6 separate regions of the Mus musculus genome follow, and regions 1, 2, 3, 4 and 5 are each linked to region 6. Evidence: chromatin contacts called from public ChIA-PET and HiChIP or PLAC-seq data. All regions are on one chromosome and are shown on one strand. Each heading gives the region's core, a stretch centred on a gene start, on an enhancer-like site or on the middle of the called end of the contact. The rest is flanking DNA. Distances are from core to core; before and after follow the strand shown.

The links. ChIA-PET counts read pairs in DNA pulled down with a chosen protein or histone mark. HiChIP or PLAC-seq counts read pairs in DNA pulled down with a chosen protein or histone mark.
Region 1: a contact with region 6 is called in a FOXA1 HiChIP or PLAC-seq map of pancreatic cancer cells. The contact joins the promoter of Supt4a here to the promoter of Smg8 in region 6. A contact is called at or near these places in 2 of 39 promoter capture datasets (both in liver) and 1 of 115 datasets of contacts at active chromatin or transcription factors (pancreatic cancer cells).
Region 2: a contact with region 6 is called in an RNA polymerase II ChIA-PET map of memory CD8 T cells, with 19 read pairs. The contact joins the promoter of Tspoap1 here to the promoter of Smg8 in region 6. A contact is called at or near these places in 1 of 39 promoter capture datasets (liver) and 2 of 115 datasets of contacts at active chromatin or transcription factors (bone marrow-derived macrophages and memory CD8 T cells).
Region 3: an H3K4me3 HiChIP or PLAC-seq map of bone marrow-derived macrophages shows a contact between it and region 6, with 5 times the contacts expected there. The contact joins the enhancer-like site here to the promoter of Smg8 in region 6. A contact is called at or near these places in 12 of 39 promoter capture datasets (3T3-L1-derived adipocytes, the C10 cell line, the HPC-7 cell line and 7 more), 1 of 15 datasets of contacts at CTCF or cohesin (large pre-B cells), 4 of 484 Hi-C or Micro-C datasets (CD8 T cells, pro-B cells, stem cell-derived neural stem cells and 1 more), 14 of 115 datasets of contacts at active chromatin or transcription factors (the 230-238 cell line, astrocytes, bone marrow-derived macrophages and 10 more) and 3 of 9 other capture datasets (adipose tissue, embryonic stem cells and macrophages).
Region 4: an H3K27ac HiChIP or PLAC-seq map of embryonic stem cells shows a contact between it and region 6, with 3 times the contacts expected there. The contact joins the enhancer-like site here to the promoter of Smg8 in region 6. A contact is called at or near these places in 15 of 39 promoter capture datasets (the C10 cell line, the HPC-7 cell line, HPC-7-derived erythroid cells and 10 more), 6 of 115 datasets of contacts at active chromatin or transcription factors (astrocytes, bone marrow-derived macrophages, embryonic forebrain and 2 more) and 4 of 9 other capture datasets (adipose tissue, embryonic stem cells, liver and 1 more).
Region 5: an H3K27ac HiChIP or PLAC-seq map of large pre-B cells shows a contact between it and region 6, with 4 times the contacts expected there. The contact joins the enhancer-like site here to the promoter of Smg8 in region 6. A contact is called at or near these places in 2 of 39 promoter capture datasets (hippocampal neurons and liver), 2 of 115 datasets of contacts at active chromatin or transcription factors (bone marrow-derived macrophages and large pre-B cells) and 1 of 9 other capture datasets (pancreatic islet).

The regions. Positions count from the first base shown.
Region 1 is chr11:87,736,217-87,739,922 of GRCm38.p6, forward strand. It overlaps Supt4a (SPT4A, DSIF elongation factor subunit), which reads left to right and starts at 1,335. Exons shown (of 5, transcript NM_009296.2): 1 at 1,335-1,452; 2 at 1,951-2,057. The coding sequence starts at 1,384.
Region 2 is chr11:87,758,409-87,762,495 of GRCm38.p6, forward strand. It overlaps Tspoap1 (TSPO associated protein 1), which reads left to right and starts at 2,133. Exons shown (of 32, transcript NM_172449.2): 1 at 2,133-3,320; 2 at 4,029-4,087. The coding sequence starts at 2,994.
Region 3 is chr11:86,568,012-86,572,037 of GRCm38.p6, forward strand. It overlaps a transcript of Tubd1 not described here. Among named protein-coding and RNA genes, the nearest start is that of Mir21a, 14 kb to the right of the region's middle. Within about 2 kb of position 2,385, at least 115 of the 459 cell types and tissues checked have an H3K27ac peak or open chromatin away from gene starts, as enhancers often do. A contact at or near this core is called in 3T3-L1-derived adipocytes, the SN4741 cell line, adipose tissue and 7 more, where this site is marked.
Region 4 is chr11:86,499,855-86,503,408 of GRCm38.p6, forward strand. It overlaps Rps6kb1 (ribosomal protein S6 kinase, polypeptide 1), which reads right to left. Exons shown (of 15, transcript NM_001114334.2): 15 at 1-3,108. The coding sequence ends at 2,871. Among named protein-coding and RNA genes, the nearest start is that of Rnft1, 17 kb to the left of the region's middle. Within about 2 kb of position 1,322, at least 11 of the 459 cell types and tissues checked have an H3K27ac peak or open chromatin away from gene starts, as enhancers often do. A contact at or near this core is called in embryonic stem cells, where this site is marked.
Region 5 is chr11:86,229,759-86,233,891 of GRCm38.p6, forward strand. It overlaps Ints2 (integrator complex subunit 2), which reads right to left. Exons shown (of 25, transcript NM_027421.3): 14 at 3,325-3,501; 15 at 2,207-2,315. The region is part of intron 2 of Brip1os (BRCA1 interacting protein C-terminal helicase 1, opposite strand); the gene reads left to right. Among named protein-coding and RNA genes, the nearest start is that of Ints2, 26 kb to the right of the region's middle. Within about 2 kb of position 2,428, at least 19 of the 459 cell types and tissues checked have an H3K27ac peak or open chromatin away from gene starts, as enhancers often do.
Region 6 is chr11:87,084,070-87,088,101 of GRCm38.p6, forward strand. It overlaps Smg8 (smg-8 homolog, nonsense mediated mRNA decay factor (C. elegans)), which reads right to left and starts at 2,708. Exons shown (of 4, transcript NM_024262.1): 1 at 926-2,708. The coding sequence starts at 2,684.

The DNA of each region.
Region 1 (3,706 bases), core at 85-2,584, 650 kb after region 6:
TGATCCTCCTTCAGAGATGATAGAAGGCTTACATGAGATAGCACAGTGAAAATGTATTCCAAACTGAAAAGAGATTTCCCGGTGCTAGAAAGTATCTAAAACCCAGTCACTGAACCCCATGTGGATGCAGTTTGGGATAAAGCCTAGAATCAGTCTTGCTGTCCCTCAGTTTCAATGAGAAGGGCTGGAAGGACAGAACAGCGGGATTGCAACTATTTATATCCCAGCGCTCCAATTCAGATAAACACAAATGACCAGGCTTTTGCCTACATTCCAAGAGCCTTTGCTCTGTTCACACCGCACCAGACCTCGTATTTCTGTATGGTTTGCTCAGGATATTATCTCGGTGCCATTTAAGGAGACAAGGAGGAATTTTGTGTCCTACACAGTAAGCACATTGGCAGCTGGGGTGGGGTTAGAGTATGAGAAGTGAGATACCTAATCCACAGATGTTCCCATGGAATTATGTCTAAATGTGCCGAGAGTTTTACAAAGCGTAAATTATGAGCCAGGCGCGCAATCGAGAGGCTTTTAGGAGGAATTAAATACGCGTTTCCCTCTATCCAACACGCCTCCCCTTTCCCCGTCGGCACGGCTCAAGCTAGCATTCCTGGGGACCGCAAACGAAACCCTATCACGCTCTCCCAGTTACAAGAAGGGGTGGGGCCTCGTCGGGTTTTTGTCTCTGCAGGCGTCCAGAAAGGCAAGACTCATTGCCTCGAGCCTTAAAACAACCTAGCGCGAAGCGGCGGGCTTGTATTCTGAGCATTCCGGACACTGAGACGAGGGGCTTGTGTCAAAAAGTCAAATACCCGGGCGTGGTGGTGCGCGCCCATAATCCCAGAACTCCGAAAGTGAAGGCAGGAAGATCAGGAGTTCAAGATCACCGTCCCGTACTCAGAGGCCAACTTAGGAATTAGCATTGTCTCAATAAATGAGCAAACAAAATAAAACAAGCAGACAAAACAATCTAGGTTTTCCTCGGGAGTCTGAAGAGCACTCAGGCCAGAGCATTTTGGGCTCCATCAAAAGGCCCGCGTCGCGAGGCGCAGTCCCGCCAGTCGCCCCGCTCCACGCTTCCTGCGCATGCTCCAACCTCCCCCAGCTGCCCCGCCCCTACGGGCGCATCAGCTCCCAGCGCGCGCGCCGTCTTCCGCTCGCTCTCGCGAACCAGGTGACGGGCGCGCGCGCGGCCCAGGTGACCGGGCGGCCCCGCCCAGCGCTCCCGCGGGAGGAACCATCTTCTCCACGGGGAGGGAGGGGCGGGGCCTGCGATGGCCGGCACCGGAAGCGGAAGCTGCGTGCCCGACGCGTCTGGCATTCTGGGTAATGGTCTGTTTACTTCCTGCGGCTGGAGGAACCTGTGTTGTCGTATCGGTGAGGATGGCCCTGGAGACGGTACCAAAGGACCTGCGGCATCTGCGGGCTTGTTTGCTGTGCTCGTTAGTCAAGGTGTCCGTTGGGGCCTTGGTTGTAGGAGCGATCGGGGAGGCGAAACGGGAGAAAGAGGGTGAAATGGGGCCAGACACAGGAAAGGAAGGCTCTGAGATTCGGGGAGTGGGAAGCCCGAAAGCCTAAGGGAGCCGTTGTTTCCGTCCACGGAACGCGAGCCGGGTGGCTGTGCCTACTGGGGGCTGCGTTGCAGTTCTCGGCATAACTGAGCACAAGTTTGTCTCCCCGACAGACGTTCGGTGAACTTGCTGTGGTGGACTGGAAAGACACTAGGAGCCAGAGCAGCCGAGAGAGTAGCAGGAGAGGGTACCTGACCCCAAAGAGGCTAGAAAATATGTAAGCTGAATTAGGGACGCGAGCAAAAAGGTATGAGGGTGGAGTTTAGGAACAGTTTGGAGAGGAGAGGGTGTTGGGTTGTATAGAAAACGAAGAGGTTGGCTTTGTTGAAATATTAAGGCGTTGTTCATGCTCATACTTGCTTTTTTTTTTTCTTTCCAGACTATAGACCAGTTCGAATATGATGGGTGTGACAATTGCGATGCATACCTACAAATGAAGGGCAACAGAGAGATGGTTTATGACTGCACCAGCTCTTCATTTGATGGGTAAGCCCCTTTCACGCGCCTTTGTTTACTTCTGCACCCAGAAAGTTAATATGGGATAGATTTTTGAGGTCATAAGACTAGCTGGTCTCAGCAGTTCTGAGAGCTAGTCTATGTGTCCAGCCCAGTAGCTGTAAACTTTTGTAGTGTAAGACCCCCTTTCGGGGACCCCCGCTCTAGTCTCAGGAGTGTGAGAGCACCCAAAGAAACACGAGGACCCATCTTGCTGTAATTACATGAGGACGTTTAATTACGGAGCTCCGGACCGACATGTATCCCACACAGGAGATAACGGATGCCGGCCACGAGGCTCGAAAGCTTGGGGGTTTTATGGGGTAAGGGGCTTAGGGGTGTGGAATTGAGCATAGCGACACACTATTGGCTTATTCAAACATTAACAGAAAGATTACATGTACGTGCAGGGTGTCAGAGTTCTGTGAGTAGTTGACTCAGTTCAGATAGCCCTGTTATGTCCTCACATTCCCCTTTATCTTATGGTCAAGATGTTCCCAGGAATGTTTTAACTATGGGGCATACCCAGGTTTGTTTTTCTCTTTTCTCAGCCCCAGGCAGCCTCTAGGCTCACAAACAACCAGCAATTTCTGAGTACTTTATATGACTTACAGGTCTTGAAATTTCATCTTTCTTTCAGTAGCTACTGAGTACTTGACATGTGGCTAGTTCAAATTCGAATATGCTTAAGTGTCAAATACATACCAGCAAACAAAGATTCAGGGTGAGGAAAAAGGATGTCAAATGATCTGAATTTTTAAAAGATTAGTTAAATATTGAAACAATGTTTTAGGGTTATTTGATTAAAATAAATATTGAAGCAGGGAAGTGGTGTCGTACGCCTTTAATCCCAGCACTTGGGAGGCAGAGACAGGTGGATTTCAAACCAAAAAAAAAATTAAAAAATAAATATTGAAGTTATTTTCATCTTTATTGTTTTAAGTAGTGGCTAAGAGGACTTTTTTTTTTTTTTTACCTCGAGACAGGGTTTCTCTGTGTAGCCCTGGCTGGCCTGGAACTCACTTTGTAGACCAGGCTGGCCTCAAACTTAGAAATCCGCCTGCCTCTGCCTCCCAAGTGCTGGGATTAAAGGTGTGCGCCACCACCACCCTGCTTAAGAGAACTTTTTTAATGTGTGTACTTCTTCTGTAGTCCTATTTAACAATGCTTCACAACTCTTGTCTGCTCCATTATCGCTGAGACTATGTTTATGTTATGTCCTAATGCCTGACACGGGATGTACGAGGTGTAGATCTTTAATGTTGGAGAGGTGGAAGTGTGATACAGCAGTAGAACACGTGACTACCACATACAAAGAACACATGACTACCATGTACAAAAAGCCCTGGGTTTAATTCCTAATGCTCCTCCAAAAGTGTTGGCTACATGAACGATCTGTTTTGGAAATGAAGGGGTATAGTTTCAGTAGCCTACTCCCTCTTACAGTATCTTAGTGAATATGGTGACTTGCACCTATAGTCCCATCATCTGAGAGAGAGACACCAGAGAATTGGAAATTCAGAGGGAACCTCAGATACATAGTGAGTTTGAGGCCAGCCTGAGCTACCTGAGACCCTGTCTGTCTCAAACAAGACCAGCTAAGCTATCTCAGCAGGGTAAGGCGGCTGATGGCAGGCCTG
Region 2 (4,087 bases), core at 883-3,382, 670 kb after region 6:
CTGTGACATATAGACAATGAGACGTGGCTGGTGTATCATATGGGTATACAGTCACCTAGGCCAAACACATGTTCATTAGTACTTACACATATAATGCCAAAGAATATACCCATTAGTGACATTCACATGTGGTGGCTTCATGTACATAAGACACTAACCGCGAGATCATCAAGATCTCTCTGGATTGCCACATTGATGAATTGAAAAACATTTAATTTGTGTGTGTGTGTGAATGCTGGTGAGTGTACCAATGTACTGTGGTGTGCATTTAGGGCCAGAGAACACCTTGCGTGGAGGAGTTCTCCACTTTGGCCACGTGGTTACTGGGGATCAAACTCCAGTGGTCAGGCTTGGTGGCAAATGTCCTACCCACAGAGCCATCCTATTGACTAGGATTGAAAAACAAAATGTGTTTTTGATTGCAAGCCAATTGTAGATGTAATTACAACCCCAGCAACTGGAAGAGGAAGGACCAGCTTGAGCTAAGACTCTTACCAGAGAGGAAGCTGTCTCTTTATAATGTATAGACTTTGCTTGTTATTCTTGTGATTTCCTCAATAGTACAGTACAATTATTTTAACATTCACATCGTATTATAAAATAGGTATAAACAATCTAGAGATGATTTAAGGCATGGGGGTGGGGTGGGGCTGGGCTGAGGATATGGTTTAGTGGTAGAGTGCTTGCCTAGCATGCAAGAGACCTTGGGTATACAGAAGGATGTGTATAAGCCATGGGCGGATATTTCATCACCTTACATAAAAGGACTTAAGCATTTGAGAACTTAGTGGGGTATCCTGAGATGATCTTATAGACAGTCCCCTTAGGCATGGAGGGGTGAGAATATATATACAGAGACTGCGTGCACATCATGCCAGGCAAGTTTATCATGTACATAGATCATTGTATGCCATTGTACATTATTATATGACAATGTATGTCATAATGTGTTAGTGCTGTATAATGGCATGATATCTGTGATTTATAGCAAAATGCAATGATAAACTCATACGTAATTGCATGCACATAGACATTGTAGCAAATAGACATACAATGACACAAAACCATGCACAGATATATATCCAATGAGATTCATAGACAAAATAGCACACATACATGCAGTGATCTCCATGTATACACAGACATACTATGCATACTCTTCTATACATACATGTAATATGACATGCATATGCATGCTGACTGAAAGTTACATGACATAGCATGTGTACTGATGTTTAGACTGCTTTAGAGAAATGAATGTTACCTTCTCTCTTATGCAACTCCAACCCCTACCCAGTTCCATTGGCTCTGGCCTGGGTGGAGCCTACTGTCTGGGTGGGGGGTGTTCTCTATGCTTTAGCTGCTATTCCATAGGGGTGCCACATGAGGGCCCTCGACCTTGGCTTGTCTTGCGTCTAGGAGCAACATTCTTATCTCTCGAGATCTAGGTGCCCCACATACAGGCAGACACCTAGGTTGGGGCAATTCCTATGTCCTTGTTCCCAAAAGCCATTTTTTTTTCATAGCAAGTAAATAAATAAAGCCTAATGCTAGACAGAAGATGAACTTCCTGATGGTTGAGGGAAAATCAGCCCAAAAGGTCCTGTCTTATGATCTCTCCTGCTAGCCTGTGAAGGCTGGGCTGTCCCCCAAATGTGATCTGCCATGGGGAAGCTGAAGTCGTTTTTCAGCCTATTTCAACACTCTGTCCTTTTGCTCGTCTTTCTATTTTCAGACTTTTATTTCTTTGTTTTATTCCAAATCCCACCATTTCAGCTCTGTCCTTTTCTACAGCTAGGTCTCTGTCACATTGTTCTATCCCCATCAGTCTTGCCTGAAAGGAGAGGACTGTCTCTACTCCCTTTCCTCTGCACCCTGGAAGTGAGGGTCTGTGGGGTCAAGGGGATGAAGAGGCCATGTTGGGGGGTCCGGAGGGGGTAGCTTTCTAACCTACCATCCAGTAAGGAACCTGCTCTTTCCACTGTCCCGACCCTGCCAGCTTGCCTGCCGGTCCAGCCCACCAGTCCAGCTCCATCGTCATGGAAACCAGCAGCTGACTTCCTATTGGTGGGCAGGAGGGGAGGAGGAGGGGGAAGGGAGGGATGATGATGCTCCCCTGCTCCCCACTCCCCATTCTGAGGCTCTGCCCTCCTTCGTGCCCACCATCTCATTTGGGGAGCTCCGGGACCGCGAGGGACCCTTGCAGTCCCTCGAGCTGAGACTAGCTGAGGCAGAGACTATGAGGCAAGCCGCCCATCGACCCAGGCCTCCTTAGGACCGCCCAGCCACCCAGCAAGCAACTGATCGGCGGCAGCCAGCGGAGAGAAAAGCTGGAGATAAAGGACCACAGTGGATCACTGGGGATCATTCCCAGGAACTCCTGCGGACCCTTTCCAGGCAGAGTGGTCGTGATGGGTGGCCAGACTCACAGACACTGAAAGACACACGCCACTACAGATACACCGGGCTTTACAACACTGAGACAGGACCGGCGACAGCATCACACACTGCCACAGCCCTGCAATACAGACAGCCCCTACCCCCACGCAGAAACAACTGGTAACTCTTAAATAGGCACAGACAGTGACACATAGCACCACCCTTCTCAACATACACAAGTCGGAGTATTCATCCTCCAATCACATAATAAAACATCACTGACCTGCAGGGACAGACCTGGAGGCACACGTACATATATACCTTCAGCCAGGCACTCCTGGTGGTGGTCTCTCACCCCCCCACACACACCCCGTACACACACACACACACACACAAGAGAGAGAGAGAGAACCATGAGCAAACCCCAGCTCCAGTCTGGCAACCCCGATACCTTCTGAACCCTCCTTCGTGGGTGGGAAGAGCTCAGCCAACCTCTGATGGACTCGGTGAAGCCAAACACTTACAGGGAGAATGGTCTAGTCTGGCATGACCCTTGTCAGTCTTCCCGCTGGTGATGTCCCCAGGTCCAGGTTCGGGGGCCCCTTGCCGAAACCATGGAGCAACTGACAACCCTCCCACGGCTTGGAGACCTTGGAGCCATGGAGCCATGGGCACTGCCTGCCTGGCAGCACTGGACTCAGGGCCAGGGGTGCAAACCTGGAGATGCATCTCCAAGCATTGCTGGTACTCCGACAGCTCTGCAGGTTAAAGGATTGAGGTTTGAAGAGAGTTCCAAGCCTGAGGGAGCTCATAGCCCTGGACCTGTCGGAAATACTGATCCTGAAGCAACAGAGACCGGGCTGCCTAAGCTGGGGCAGCAAGCAGAGAGCCCTGGGTACAGCTGTTCCGGGCTGGAGGAGGAGGAGGCACAGGCTTATAAGGTAAGAGAGGATGGAGAGGGCTGCAAGATGGACTGGCCATAATCTGTAGTCCCACTGCCCACATTTCTTGTCTCTGTCTCTGTCTCTCTCTGTCTGTGAGTCTGCCTGTGTGATTATCTGTCCTTCCTTCCTTGGACGGGAATCTAAGTGGCCTCGCTCTGTTCTCTCTGGCTCTGGCCCTCAGTGTGGGTACATGTGTCTCTTTCTGATTATGTTAGGTCTCTTCCACCACGAGTCTGTCTGGGGGGAATCTTGGTATGCTGGGGGGTGTGGAGGTGGGCTTGGTGCTGGGCTGAGCCAAGGAAGATTTTGTTGTGGGTGGGTGTGAGTGAGCTAGCTACTGGAGAGGATGAAGGAAGCAGGACTTTAGTGGAGGGCAGGGGACTCTACAGACCCAAGATGTCTAGACGGATGGGGAGGGAGTTTGATCTGCCATTACCTAAAAGGCTGTGGGGTAGAAAGGCAAGCATAGAGGAAGAGCAGGAAATGCCCCAGAATGGTGTGAGGCTGCCGCTGAAGGCATGAAGGCATGGAGGATGGGCCTGTCCCTTCTCCTTAGGTCCTGGTAGCACCCCTCTCTGAAGGCCTGGGACACAAGAGAGAACCTGTTCACCCCTTGGGTTATAGAGTGGCGATGTTGCACACGGAAGACTCCGGCTAGGTTGAGTAGGTTTCTGAGACACCGTACCCGGTCCTTCCCTATGCCAGGCCAAGTTCAACATAGGCTTCGGGGACAGGCCTAATCTGGAGCTGCTAAGGGCCCTGGG
Region 3 (4,026 bases), core at 1,135-3,634, 520 kb before region 6:
ATATATATATATGTGTGTGTGTGTGTGTGTGTGTGTGTATGCGTGTCTGTTCATGTGTGCATGTGGACATGTATGAAGCTACCCATGGAGGCCAGAGGGAACATAGATGCTTTGGAGCTGGAGATGCAAGTGGGTTCTGACCCTCTACAAGTAGAGTAAGCAGGCCACCCCTGAGCCATCTCTCGGGCTCCAGAGTGGTTTTTTGTTTGTTTCTGTTTTTTAGACAGGGTCTCTGTAGTCCAAGATGGCCTGGAACTTGCTGTGATACTCCAGCCTCAGCATCAGCTTCCAAAGTGGTAAGCACTGTACTTGGTTTTTTGTTTTTTTCTTTGCTTTTTTGAAACAGGGTTTCTCTGTGTAGCCCTGGCTGTCCTGGAACTTACTCTGTAGACCAGGCTGGCCTCGACTCAGAAATTTGCCTGCCTCTGCCTCCCAAATGCTTGGATTAAAGGTGCGCTCCACCATGCCCGGCAAGCACTGTACTTGTTAAGCAATGAAGTGAACCACTCTACTTGGGTCTGAGAATTACAATTCTGTAAATATATTTGCCTTTGAAAATGATTGCTCTGAACCACAAGAGGGAGATGTTGTCAAATACTACACTGTGGCCATCGGTTCTGAAGACAGTGAGATCCTCTATGTAGCCATTTTTAAAAAGGCCAGGTGCAGCTGTGCCCTGGACTGAAGCACTCAGGTGACTGGGGCAGGAGGATCTGTTCAGTTTGGAGTTCTAGGAAAAAAGAAAAAAAGAGAGGGAGAGGGAGAGGGAGAGAGAAGGGGAAGGGAAAGGAAAGAAGAAATGCAGAAGGTGTGGCAAATGGCTGGAATCCTAGTTCTTGGGAGAGGGAGGTAAGAGGATCAGGAGCAATGGGCAGCCTTGAGCACACACCAAGCTCCAGGTCAGACAGGGTATACACACGGCAAGACCTTGTCTCAGACACCAGAGCCAGGTGCTGGAGACATGGCTCATCAGGTAAAAGCACTTGCTGCCAAGCCTGACAACTGAGACTCCTCCCTGGACCTACGTGATGGGCAAAGAGAAGCTACTCCTCTGATCACAATTGTGCCGTGGTATGTGTGTGCATGCCCCCACACACATTAGTGAAATATTTATTTTGAGACAGGGTCTCACTCTGCAGTCCTGGCTAGCCTTGAACTGTAGATCAGATTGATCTCAAACTCAAGAGATCCAACTGCCTCTGCCTCCTGAGTGTTGGGATTGAAGGTTGGGCTACCATACCCAGCTTTTTTTTTTTTTTTTTAAAGTAACAGGTAAATGTGATAATTGTGTACCTTTTGGAGGGGGTGGGGGTGGGGGTGGGGTTGATTGATTGATTGATTGAGACTCGGTTTCTCTGCAAAGCCCTGACTGTCCCGGTACTCACTTTGTAGACTAGGCTGCAAACACACAGAGATCCACCTGCCTCTGCCTCCTGTATGCTGGGATCAAAGGTGTGTGTCACCATGACTTTTTATTTTATTTTATTTTATTTTTTTTGAGACAGTGTTTCTCTGTGTAGCTTTAGCTGTCCTGGAACTTTGTCTATAGACTAGGCTGACTTCTAACTCAGAACTCAAGAGAGCTGCCTGTCTCTGCCTTTTGAGTGCTGGGATTAAAGAAGTTTATCACCACTGCCCAGCAAGACTACTAGGTTTTGAGCTGCTATAGAAGGAAGTTTACATGCTTTGTGGCAAATTTGAATTATATCTGTTTGTGTGAGTGAGTGAGTGTGTGTACATGCATGGGCATGCTTGTGCTATCTTGGAGGAGTTGACTCTGTGTCCAGAGGCCCACGGTCAGCTCATAAGACTTCATGGAGGGCACCTTTGCCAGGTTAGCCATCCTGTCAGCCCTTCAGTAAGAATCTCACAGCCAGGTGGTGGTGTCACGCAACTTTAATCCCACAGGCAGAGCAGCGGCAGAGAAGCAGAGGCAAATTGCTGTGAGTTCCAGGACAGCCTGGTCTACAGAGTGAGTTCTAGGACAGCCAGGGAAGCAAAGAAACCCTGTCTTGAAAAACAAAACAAAAAGGTGGAATTAACAAAGAAAGACACAGGAACCACAGCTGCATAAAATGTGACAGTAAGTGTGAGGGGAACAGTGTATCAAACAATATAAAATAAGAGCAAAATAGAAGCACTGGCTATTTCTACCCAGTCTACCAGTCCTGACTTATTGTTGCATGGGAAAAAAAAAAAAAAAAAAAAACCAAAGCGACAGCTCCCTGCTTTCTCTCCATATGGAAATGATTACCGTTTCGCTGTTTTTCTTATCGACTGTTGCCATGGTTTAAAATACTGGACCATATCTTATTTCGAAAGAATGTAGACAGTGGTCTGTTCAGCTGCTAGAAGGCACACCCCACTGGCTGCATTCTGTTAAATATACTTGAGAAATAATTAGATCATAATTCTCACAAGACAAACCCGTTCAGCCCTGGACACATCCAAGGCCTTAACTTCCCAGTTGATACCAAGGCTAAGGCAGACCCGTGGCTGCATGACCTCGCTGGGGGCAAGCTGACTCAGGAAAATCTTGCCAGAAGGAATGCACACGAGAGAAGTCAGAAGTTGAAATCACTTGACATTTGAGACAGGAATTCATGAGGTACAAATGGGGTGAAGGTATTTTTATTTGAAAGCCCTGTAATCAACAGCAGGTGACTATTTGAAACTCCAACGGGCACCCAGGCCACATCCTTGTGTGTGACCTTTTTCTTTTTTCCCAAGGACTCAATTAGTTGACATATGTGAATACCAAAATATCTAAAGCTTGTTTTAAACATTTACATGGAAAATAGTGTTTTAAGAATTTTTATGACTTTTTTTTTTATTAGAGTTGCAGTTTTTACACAAATTAACATTGGGGACCAGATGTGGAGACGTGTGCTTATGCCTCCTATACCTCCAGCTGTAGAGGAGGCTAGATCAGGGGAAATCAGTTGAGTCCTGGACTGAAGTCAACCCTGGCAATATATTGTGATGCCCCTGCCCTCGTCAAACCAAAGCAAACCAACACGATTCACAGGAAGCCCAAGTTAAAGCTTCAGAATTTAAGATGCGAAATGTACCTACCAGGCAGAAAACAGAAGTCCAAACCCCTGGGTAGATACAGAAAACACCTGAAATGTAATTTTGAAGCCAAGCATGGCAGCACACACCTGCCTTCAGGAGGCTTAGGCAGGTGCACCAGCCTGGACTCCGGGCGGGCGAGGATGCACCCCAGGGCAGGGAGTGTGGTGTGAGCCGACCTTTTTCTTTAAACTACAGAAGCCATCTCTTTCCTGCACTCTGCCTCCCTTCCAGCTTTGGACTCCCCTTCCCCACAGCAGTGACAGGTCCATCATTTGTAAAGCCTTTCTTTCATTCCTCCCTCCCCCCTCACTTCCTGCTCTCAGCCAGTCCAGCGACTTCTTCGAGGCATCCAGTGAGGAGTTATGGATGCTGGCTCAGTACTGCAGGGGGATGGAATGCTTGCAATGCAGGGTTTCCTTGGTTGTATGAAGCTACGATTCTGGCTTCCTAATTACCGCTTTTGATTGTTTATATACACAACTCCCCCCCCCCCCACCTTTTAATGGAAAAGAATGTAGTTCCAGAAAGAACAACAGTAGGGCTTGCTGGCCTGGCCTTTGAATGTTGCAATGTCTGCTCTGACTCGGGATGGCTTCGCAGCATGCATACCAGCGATTCCTCTTCTGGCCACCATGTTTATCACTCGCTTGAATTCTCGTCCAACGTTTTGTTTTAAAACATGCTCCATATGTCTCTCCCACTGTGCCTCCCCATGAGTCCACAGCTGGCAATCCACCCTCTCTTCTTCTGCCATCTTCTTACCAAATATGGTTTTATCAGCCGACTTGTCAATTTTTAAGACACTTAAAAGACACTGCCTTGTCCCTCATCAATCAAAAATAAATTTTTCTTGGGGGGCAGTGGTGTTTAGGAATGTGAATGAAAAAAAATTTTAAATTTTTATTTAATAATTTCCTGCTCCTGAACCCTGACATGTCTTGGAAGATGTGG
Region 4 (3,554 bases), core at 72-2,571, 590 kb before region 6:
CTTATAAAACAAATTTAGTAAATTTCAGTTCAGTGAGTACATATTAATTAAAAAACAGAATGTAGAAAATAAAAAAATATCCTGTAATAGCTGATTTTAAAGAAAATAATCAAGTAATGAAAGAAAAAGCACTTAATCTTTTTTTTTATTCACTTACCTGGTACAAGCATGAACACCTCTCTTAGAAACTCAGAGTAGTATTGATATACACTTTAAATTATGCTTCAGTTTTTACAAATAAATACAGAGTAGGCCATATTGCATAGGCATGTGCTTTCTGTCTGTGACACTCATGTGACACCTGACATGTTTTCACAGTCATAGTAGGGATATCCATTTATGAAAGTTTCTCAATAAACTTGCCACAGCATCAATTTCACTTAATGTTGTGATAGAAAAGCTATATATTTGTGTAGATGGAAGTCGACAGAAGGTGTACAATTAATGCGTTCTACACAAAAACGTTGCGATATTTGCCACTATTGCTGGCAGTAATTCTATGAACAGTTTATTAACAGTTTATGGGGTGGTCACAGTGCACATATTACTAGCAACTAGGGCTAAGGAGGAATCATTTAGTGTAAAAGTTTTATTGGAATTTGGCCAGGCAGTCAACGCTATAGTTAGTAAACACATTTAGAAACAGATATCAGAGTAGCACAAGCCATTTGCAGTCTGAAATGATTCCTATAATGCATTGCCATAGGTTTTTTGAGGGGTTCTATTTTTTAAGATACCACAAACTCTCAAAGAATGAAGAACATTCTTAATCATTACTGCAGCTCCTAATTTACTGCTACAATTATGAAGTTCTCAAAATGCTGCTACAGTCAAGAGAATCAGGAATGACCATTTAAATGATAAAAAAAGAAATTCTCTGTCCAGATGGACGTTTGCTGCCACAATTGAAGGGCAGTATTTCCAGTCATCTGCCATGGCTCTGGTTTTTTTTTTTTGTTTTTTTTTTTTAAGATTTTTATGTATGTGGATGTTTTGTCTGCACATGTGCATGTAAGAGAACATTTGATCCAACGAGACTACAGTTTATAGATGTAAGCTATCATGTGGGTGCTGGGATTGAACTCAGGACCTCTGGAAAAGTAGCCAGAGTTCTTAACTGCTGAGTCATCTCTCCAGCCTCTCAAGGTTCTATTTTTGCTCACTGTTAACATTTCTTCCCATCTCACTTCAATTACAATTTGAATAAGCAAGGTCTGGGTCAATCCTGACTGTGACATGCATAAAGAATTTTATGGCTTGGATCCTTTGAGGAACACAGCAAGAGCATCTGCATAAAGAAACCCAAGGGCTGCAACTATTACCAAGACAAAAAAGACCAACAGAGTGGCGTGACAGGACTCACTGTGTGACCATCTACCTAGACCAGTATGCACTGCAGTATATTTTATAAAGCTCTGCAGATATTAAACCCTTTCACCAGCTAGTCATGGAAATGCTCCTTAAGGCAGGAAGTATTTAAGAAAGGTAAAGTTACCTTTATTTTTATTCTTTGTACCTGTAAATCACTTATGTTGACTTTGTTACAATTTCAAAAACAGTGTCTTGTTAACATGTTTCCTAAATTAAGCCACTAGGTTTTCTTATTCGTTATGGAAGACATTCATCAAAAGGCCATCAAATATTTTTATAAGTGAAAAATGTAGCCCCAGTGCAGGAGGGGAAAAAAACACCATTTTTTTCTTTTTTAGATTCTCAAAAAAGAAAATTGTTAAGGAAGGTAAACAGCATAACAGTACAAAGTAAACCTAGAACCACACCAATGTGCTGTAAAGAGTCGAGAGAGACGCCCGTGGCAACACCCTCTCCCCTGCAGGTCTATCTCCCCCGCTTACTGCCCTCTTTATGCACTTTAGCCTGATTCTCTTCTGTCCCTCCTCGACCAAGGCTTGACTCAAATACTGGTATAAGAACAGGTGGTGATACTGTTTCCAGTGTAGTGCAGGCCCAGGACAAGGATGCAATGTAGATCATACAACTTCTGCCTGTCCCAAGGCTTGCAGTTACGCCAAACACACAGCAGTACTGCAAGTAAAAATGATTAAACAGACTTTTCCCCCCTAGTATTACAGACAAGTATTGCAGCTAGGTTACTAAAACAAAAAGATTAAAAAAACACCCCAGGTCCACCCCAGGCCCTCAGACAAGCCACAGCTGTGGTTAACAATGATCATTTGCATTTTATTTCATCAAGAGAAGACAGAAGCTGGCTTTCTTCACACCAACCAATAACTTCGCATTTTAAAGTTTGGGATGTTTTTCATAATGAGCTGAATCAAAAATCTATTTGAAAAATATATATTTATATAAAAAAAAGATTCAGGTTGTTTGCACGTAAAACATCAATCGATAAAGTTTCTTTTGTCTTTGATTCTGTGTTGCTGGAAAAAGTTTGACAAAGCTTGCATGCTAATTTGTCCTTAGTTGCAAGTATTACAGGCAATCTCAAACTTTGCCTATTAGGATAACCCTTATTTGACATCATCAGATTTCAACGGTGATTCCGAAGCAACATCCTACCCTTAATACTGTCAGTTTGCAGCCATCAGCATGAGAACCCTTGCGAACGCCGAGATGTTGCTAGGATAGGAACCAGTCAGCTGATGTGTCTGTGGATTCCACAATACTATTTTGCTTGAGTTTTTTGTGGGTTTATTTTTTTTTTTGCACCATTTTTGATTGATTTTTTAAAATCCATGTTTATTTTTTCCTCCATCGAAAGCATTCCAGGTAATGACACTGACTCTTTGAGACTGCCATTTTATTCTTGTTTTTATATTGCAGGATGCTCACACATCCCCTTCCCGGATTTGTTTCCTTTTTGATTTTGCATTAATAAAAGCATTGTTTCATCATAGATTCATCCGCAGGTGCTCTGGCCGTTTGGAGATCATAGGAAAAGCTTGTTTTTTGTACGGCCCGGAGTTGGGTTGTCGGATTGGAAGTGGCGCTGATGCTTCCCCGCTCACTGTCACATCCATCTGCTCTATCCCACTTGTTTCCATTGGGTATTCCACAGGGGTCTGAGGATTTGCCGTGCTGGCTGAAGCACCTCGTCCCCAGAAATCCCCAGGAGAGAATTTGACTGGGCTTTAAGACAAGGAAGAGCTATCATTCATTTGTCTCAATGATCATCTTAACAAGAAGTATTTCTCATGTTTAAAGGGAAGGGTAATGTGACCTTATTTTATTTTCATGTGGACTGTCTCAAAGGCAGAGCTTCAACCATCTTTCCCCTAGGCTAATAGCTAGTGTGTCCAAACTGGCCTCTTTACCTCTACACTTGACCTTTAAGCCCTTAATGACATATACTGTTAACTCATTTTACTCTCCCACTTAAAAATGACTTCCTATTGCACTTAAAATACTTTCCCAATTTGCTGGCCATTTTCCTTATTTACCACATTCCAAGAACTCTGACTTCTTATTTCCAAAAAGCATGCTCCCCTCCCCAGGGGCGTTCGTTGTCCTGGCTGCTGTTCTGCCTGCAATACTTGGTACTTTTTTTTTGTTTGTTTGCAAAGCTAGCTTTTTCC
Region 5 (4,133 bases), core at 1,178-3,677, 850 kb before region 6:
TCACTCTAGTTTGAGGGATCTGACACCCTCACACAGACACACATGCAGGTAAAACATCAATGTACATAAAATAAAACTATATCATTAAACAATTTTACGAATGAATGAGTAAATAAATAAATAAAATACACAACTATAATCTTAGCCACTTGAAATTGCCTCGCTGGGTGGGCATGGTGGTACCTGAGCACCAGTTTACCAAGTACCAGACAATGAAACAATGAATCTTGTTCTGTTGGTGACCAAGAAGCATATTTTACATGTAACAGGACAGAGTAGAGAACGGCGAGACTTTCTTTTAGGTGACATGAAGCTGGAGGGTGAGTTAAGCACCTCCAGTACTTGTAGCTACTGAGGAGTAAGACTGTGGCCAGACATGGAAGCTCACACCTGTATTTGAACCACTCACTTGGGAGGTAGAGGCAAGAGGATGAGGAGTTCAGGCACAATTCAGCTGGGCAGAGAGTTCAAGACCAGCCTCTACAAGAGACTCTGCCTCAAAAACAAAAATCAAATAAAAATTGTACATCTGAAACTTTTTATACTAGAAAAGCAGCTTGCTTTGAGGTAATTTTGATACAAGTGTGCAGCACTATGCCCAGCTAATAGCACAGTGTTTCAGGTACAAATATTTGAAATATACAAGGAATATTCACATTTCAACTAAGTAATAAGTACACAGGAAATTCTTTATTTACTATGCATCTTCTTGAGGATAGTTAAATCTATAAATAATATAAATATGTACAATTTTTATCTCTAAAATATTTTTAAATGAGGATTTAACTAGAATCAATATACATATACATGCACATGTGCATAAGTATTTTTAAATAAACAATGAATATACACTGATGTAGTTTAACAGCTATCACAATCTAATATGTGATTCTACCTCAGATTTCAGAGTTCCTGTCCTAGCTTCTATATCTAGCAGGTGGCTGCTAATGTTTCTTATAAGAATAAAACCAAAAGTGAAGTGCTGAGATTACACATAATATCACAGGTAAGAATATATTTGGGGCAAATAATCTTTTGGCTACTGACAAAAACCTCTCAACAATGGCGTGAAGTTCTTTACACCCTTGGAAGACAAAAACTAGACCAGAGAAAACCGCCTAACCAGGGTGTTTCCTACCAGGAAAAGGTCTTCTCTCTCATCTCTTCCTATTCATCAAGGATGTAACTGCAGAGACTGGCTTCAACAACCCCTCTCTGCAGGACACACCTCTCAATAGCAAGAGAATAACATGTCTCTTTTTCATCTTAAAAATTCAGGGCTAGAGAGATGGAGAGGTGATTGAGAGCATTAGCACCCACATCAGTGACTCACAACTGCTTGCACTCTTTTTTTTTTTTTTTTAAGATTTATTTATAATTATACATAAGTATGCTGTAGCTGACTTCAGATGCACCAGAAGAGGGCGTCAGATCTCACTGTGGGTGGTTGTGAGCCACCATGTGGTTGCTGGGATTTGAACTCAGGACCTTTGGAAGAGCAGTCAGTGCTCTTACCTGCTGAGCCATCTCGCCAGCCCCCTGCTTGCACTCTTAATTCCAGAAGATCAGTGGGCACCGTACCTGTGGTGTACTTACATACACAGGCACTCACACACACAAATAATTTTCAAGTCGCTTCCTGACCTTATTCACTTCAGTTACCGCATCACTTCTCTTTCCCTTGGCAACTCCCCAAAGCAGTCTCTTCTCATGGTCTATAGCACTGGGTCCTCCAGCTCCCTTCTGAATTCATTACATTTGGTCTTCATCCTACCATTCTACAGCAAACTAACCTCCACATGCTATGTGCAGCCCTTGGGTGAACACTAGTCCTCATTTTACTTCCTCATTCAGGTTCATCCAACAGAGCTCAGACAGCAGACCTCACTAAGTCCTCTTTGAAATCTCCTTTGGTATCTACAACCCCTATCTCCTTGATATCCTCTATACTCCATTGCTGAGAACCTATCTAATGTCCAAACTAATTTATGCCATTGTCCAAACCCTCTAAGTTAGCCTTCCTCTCTCTCAAATTTGATTCACTAAAGTAAACACCAAAGACTACCTCAGTCCCATGATATGATACAAATCATCTGAAGGCCCTAGCATCTCACTGCTGCCTATTCACTGGACTTCCATGGATGGGCTCTGACCCACTCACTATCAGGAAGTTACTACTGGAGAGGCTCGGCCCCGTGCCGCTTACCTAGCGTCTTTGTGTTCGCCAGGAGAGCTTCCTCGTAAGACAGGATATAGTAGAGCACCAGAAGCTGCGCTGTGATACTGAAGCGCTGGGTAAGGCGGACGCTGTCTCCCTGAGGTGATACAAAAACGGTGAAAACACTGAACAGCAAGCGCATAAGAGAGATCATCCAGTGCTGCTGCATCAGCCCAGCTAGACCGAGAGCAGGACTGCTGGGTTCACTGCAGTCTGAGACAACTTCAAGCTTCACTGAACCTTGAAGGGCATGCATGACAGGCAAAAGGAAACATCCTCTCCTCAATTTCAGATGAGGGGAAATGTCACAAGACTTCAGCTTCTACTTCTCAGTAGTACTCCCACCAGGCTGCTTCTGAAAGACTTTCAGGAATCAAAGTTCTATCTGAAATTACTATGAAGAAAACAATTCACAAAAAAAATCCTGTACATTAAACTGTGTCTGTGAAAACTGCTATTTTTCCCTAACAAAATGAGGAAAAAAATTTTTATCAAACTTTCCATAATTGAATCCAGGTGTATTCTCAATTTCCAGGAAACTAAAGAGCACCCACCACGTTGGACAGGTTGAAATATCCCACAGGCCTTTAGCAAATACCTATCTTCAAGGCACCCATTAAACTTTAACAGGAGGCTTCAAAACAACTCCTTGTGCTGCGCACGGTGGGGCAAGCCTGTTAGTCCAGTATTCAGGAAGCTGACTCAGCAAAATGATGAGTTTGCGACTACCCAGGCTACAAAGTGAGACACTGTCTCAAAACTATATATTTAAGATATATATTTACAGATATATATAGATACATATAATTTAATCATTTTAAATTATATATATATTTAAATTTTACACACACATATATATATATACATATATATATATATAAAATCTTCAAAAAGTGCTGTTTGTCAAATTACTTGGAACTAATATTATTATATAATTTTTATTAGTAAGCTAATAAAATTTAATCTCATTTATGTGTGCATATGTGCAAGTGTGCATAGCACATATGAATCTTATTTGGAAATCAGAATTACCTATAAGACTTCTAAGGAATAAAGACGGACTGAGGCCGAGCTGTGACAGGTGAAAGGACTATTGTTTTATTTACCCCGATGACCTCCTGGAAAAGGTTCAGGATCTCCTGCTCAGTGACCGGCTGGTTCGTGGCTTCAGGGTTAGACTTAGACGCAGGAGTGAGTATGGAGTTTATGTACACATCAATCAGAGGAAGGAGCTGAGGGTGGAGTGGAGTGGAAGTTTCACATAGCTGTCTGTAAATCCAGTCCTACAAGAAAAAAATTGAGGCGATTGGAAAAAAAAAAGATCAACACCGTAGAACACATATAGCTTTGCCATGTTCCTCAGATCAATGTACTACTGACCAGTAGTTTGGGGAGCTAAAATATACTACACCTCTTTTCCTAATCAGTCTATCATTTAACCAAAAACACTGTCTCCTGAAAGATACGCCTAAGACGGTGAGCAGCCTGGCTCTGGGTTTACTGTGTTTCTGAACCTTCCCTACTGTCTCTATCTAAAGCTCTCTGTGTGTCATGGAAGACTTCCCAGCAGAGGGATATTTCTCCAGAGACTAGAAAAGAACTAATATGGGATACCACTTACCTAGTGGTGAGGAGACATGCAAAACTTCAAGGTGTGTATCTGGACTCTTAATCCATAACTGTCTTACTCAATAAAAGCACAAAAAGAAGCAAAAGATGCAACGTAGCTAAAAATTAATATCACTAAATCGCCAAAAGCGTCAAAAGGGCACCTAACAAGATATGTCACATATAAACTGCTCATTGCTCTTTTTAAGTAAAAAAGGCTTTTATAACAGGTTCAAAAAACATTTACTTACCTTCTGTATTTCAGATTTCTCATTAAGAGACCTTTTAACCCTTTGATATAACCAAA
Region 6 (4,032 bases), core at 1,458-3,957:
TTTGACTTTTTTCCCCTTCTGTGTCACATTATGGTGACCTTTCTTTTCTAATAATTCAACAAAACCTCTTTAGGATAAAGGGTGATACATTTTCTGAAACTTCATGCCACTTAAAACTTTTCATCTACCAACTCACCAGTTTATTGTTAAAAAAAAAATCAGTCATGGGTGATGTTTTCGTTTTAAGAGGTAGAAGATCAAATTTAGGGCTGGAGCTGACAAGATGGCTCTTGTAGTACCTGCGTTCCATCCCCAGAACCCACAGGTTAAAGGAGGGGACTGACTAACAGGCTGTCCTGACTTCCACATAAATTTCATGCAGTCACACAAACACACACACAAATAGATATACTATATATGTATGCATGCACACACACACACACAAAGTAATTTTAAAAATAAAAAGAAGTAGAAAGTATTTACTAATTGGGTACAGTGGCACATGGACTTCAAAAGCAGAGGCAGGAGGAGGAGTTCTGTGACTTGGAGGTCAGCTTGGTCTATATAGTGAGTTCCAGGTCCAGCCAGGATTAAATAGAGACCTTGTTTCAAAAACAACAACAGAAAACAAATAAAAGCAAAGAAAGAAAAAAAAAAGTATTTACTATCAAAGTTCTGCAGGGCTCTTAAAAAACAACCCAATTATGTACCAAATAAATCATCTTAATACATGAATACACACCCAGCTCAGGTGCCAGTGAGATGACACAGCAGGCACAGTGCTTGCAGCACAAGGCTAACTCCATGGGCTGGATACTTGGGACCCATGAAAAGGTTGGAGACTACTGACCTCACAACATTGCCCTCTGACCTCCAAGGGTGCGAGGTCTCTCTCAGACACACACACCACACCATACAAACACACACTAATACTAAAAGCACAGCTCCAGTTTTCAGTTCAAACTGTTGGGAACTTTGTAGCTACCTGATTTAGGTAAGGAATGAAATTTGTGGACACAGTGTTGGTCAGTCAAGCTCCTCTCTTCGCACAGCTGATGGCCATTGCTCCAAAATTTGTAGCAGTCTTCGTGTAATTGCATGGCATATTTGTGAAAGGCTGGACCTCGAGCATGCTGACTGTATACCCGAAGAGCCTGAGCAAGCTGATTCTTATGGACTGTCATGGTGTAATTATGCGGCAAGTTTGACTGGTAGGCACTATGAGCCATGGGTAAAGCTTTTTGGCACCGGTTTTCCGAGAATTTTGTGTCTATATCCAAAAACCCTTCTAAGACTTTAATACTGCTTAAAATCTTAGATGTTAGCTCCCCAGTGGGGGAGCCCAAGTCCTCTTCCTTCCCATCGATAGCCACTTCATACAACTTTGCTGCTGCAGAGATCCACTTCTGGTAAGTGGGCAGTTCAAAATGGGAAGGCTGTGGGTTCCTGCCCACACTGTCATCAAAACCTTTTTTGCTTAGGACCAGCTCCACGTGCTGCCACAGGAATTCTCGAAGAGTGAAATCCACTAGCTGGCCTGAAGAACTCGAGGTGCTGCTATCAATGTGGAAGGAGAGCTGTTGGCGGCTGTGCTGTCTCATCGCTTGGTACCGCCTAGGTCCAGAAAGGGGTGCGGGCACCAACAACGATTCTGGGTCTTTCACGGTACAATGGCTCCTAAGCTGGTCCAGCAACATGCCAATTGGGTCCTCCTCCTGGCTTCCGGGGACTATGTACACAAAAGCTTGGTTGGCAGGTACCGTAAAGAGGCAGTTGATACTCTGATTAGTCAAGACTCGACTCTTGCGAAAGATTCTATAGATCTGGTCCTCCAGGGCATGCTGCAGCCTTCTTTTGGGAGAGTGCTTCTTGGGTTTATCTGGATGAGCTGTATCCTGGCTCCGAGGCGGTTCCACCTTAAGGGCCCCATTGAGTTGAAAGAGGAAGAGGAGTCTAGGTGGGCAAGGTCGGCAGTTTAACTTCCAGTCTTTGCCAACTGGGCAATCCTTAATGGCTGTTTTGAGGAGGGGTAGTACTTTCTGTCTCAGTCCATCCAGGGCTCTGAATACACGATCATAAGTGATGTCAAAGGAACACGTCGGATGGACCAGGAGCAAGATATGACAGACAGAGAAGAGGTAAAGGAGGCTGAGACACTGTAACTTCTCCTGATGCTTCCAGAACTCGTGTGTTTCTGCATGAGGTAAAGAGAGGCCCCCTCCGGCTTCACCGCTCTGGAGGGCCCGACAAGCACGCAGAAGCTGTGAGTTGTCACAGATGGAAGTGAGAATAAGATACAGAACTTTGCTTTCCTGATTGTAATAGGCCTGCAAAAGACTGAAGTCCTGGGGACCTGGCTCAGCTCGGTTACCTTCCGCCGTAGCCATACCTCCGCGAAGTGAATCCCCGGCTGCAGCCCCGGGGTCTCCGGCTCCTCCCGCCTCTCCGACAGAGACAGCTTTGGTCTTGATTCCAGTTCCTGGATCTCCAGGATCCTGATGGTGAAAGAGTGGGAAAACCTGTCGATCGCACACAGTATTCACCAGAGAGAACTTCTCGGAGTTGAGGCGCAGAGCCGTCTTGCCGAAGATTCCCACCACGCAGATCTCATCCTCCCTCCACGGGGGCTCGGGCGTGCCAGCCGCGTTTCCCCCGCCTTCAGCGGAGGGGCCTCCAGGACTCTCAGAGCCCAGCCAGGCCGACGCCCCCATGAGCAGCTCGCGCAAGCTGACCGGCCCCGCCATGGCGGAGAAAGAGCTTCCTCTAGCGTTCTTCCGGTCCCTCGCTGATCCCAACCCACCCGGTCCTATTGTGAAATCCCTCCTCCGCCTGTTAGTCCTTGAGTTCCGGGTGTCTGTCCCTCCCCCCAACACTCCCTTCCACCCCTTTGCCTTTTCGTGTCCCTTGCAAGGTCTTAGCGCTACGTTTACTCAACTCGAGTTTAAGATATCGAAAGCTAGATTGGTTGCCGTTTCAGTTTTAAAGAATACGCCAAAACCCACAACAGTTCCAACTGATTCTTCTAACAGCTCAGCGTGGGTGGTTGATCATACTCTCACCTTTTCTGAAGACTGAGGCAGGAGAATTTCTTAATTTCTTTTTCTTTCTTTCTTTCTTTCTTTCTTTCTTTCTTTCTTTCTTTCTTCCTTCCTCCTTCCTCCTTTCCTCCCTCCCTCTCCTCTCTCTCTCCCTCTCCTTCCTTCCTAACTTCCTTCCTTCCTTCCTTCCTTCCTTTCTTCCTTTCCTCCTTTCTCCCCCATGCCCCCATTCTACCTCTTAAATGCTGCGATTAAAAGCATGCACCACTACCACCCAGCAAGGAAGAAGGATTCTTGAGCACAGCAGCTGTGCTAGCCTGATAACATACCAAGACCCTGTCTCCATAAAGAAAAGAAAACAAAAAAGAAAGGACAGGAGGGAGGAGCGAGAGCACCAAACACATTGTTGCACTTCTGTGATTCCAACATTCAGATATTGCTCTTACAGAGAAAAGGAGCTCTTGTTTTGCAGCACCCATGGCCTGCAAAACACACACACACACACACACACACACACACACACACACACACACTCCAAAATTAATCTTTAAGAAATAGAAGACGTGGAGGTGGAGAGCTACGTGTCTAGTATGCAGGAAGTCCTGTGTTCTATCCTCAGCACCAGTATAAACTGGGTATAGTGGCCCATGCTGCAAACCCAGCACTTGGGAGGTGCCAGAATGATTAGAAGTTCAAGATCATCCTGAGCTATGTCTCAAATTCAATGCCAGTCTGAACTGTAAGAAAACTGTAAGTCGTGGTGGCACGCTCCTTTAATCCCAGCACTCCGGAGGCAGAGGCAGGCGGATTTCTGAGTTCAAGGCCAACCTGGTCTACAGGACAGCCAGAGCTACACAGAGAAACTCTGTCTCGAAAAACCAAAAAATAAAAAAATCTGTTTCAAAACAAAAAGATAAACATCAACAAAAGAATTGTAGAAAATTCTAGGGAGGCAGAGGCAGGTGGATCTCTGAACTGAATTTGAGGCCAGCCTGGCCAACAGACTGAGTTCCAGGACAGCCAAGGCTACCCAGAGGAACTCTGTCTCAAACAA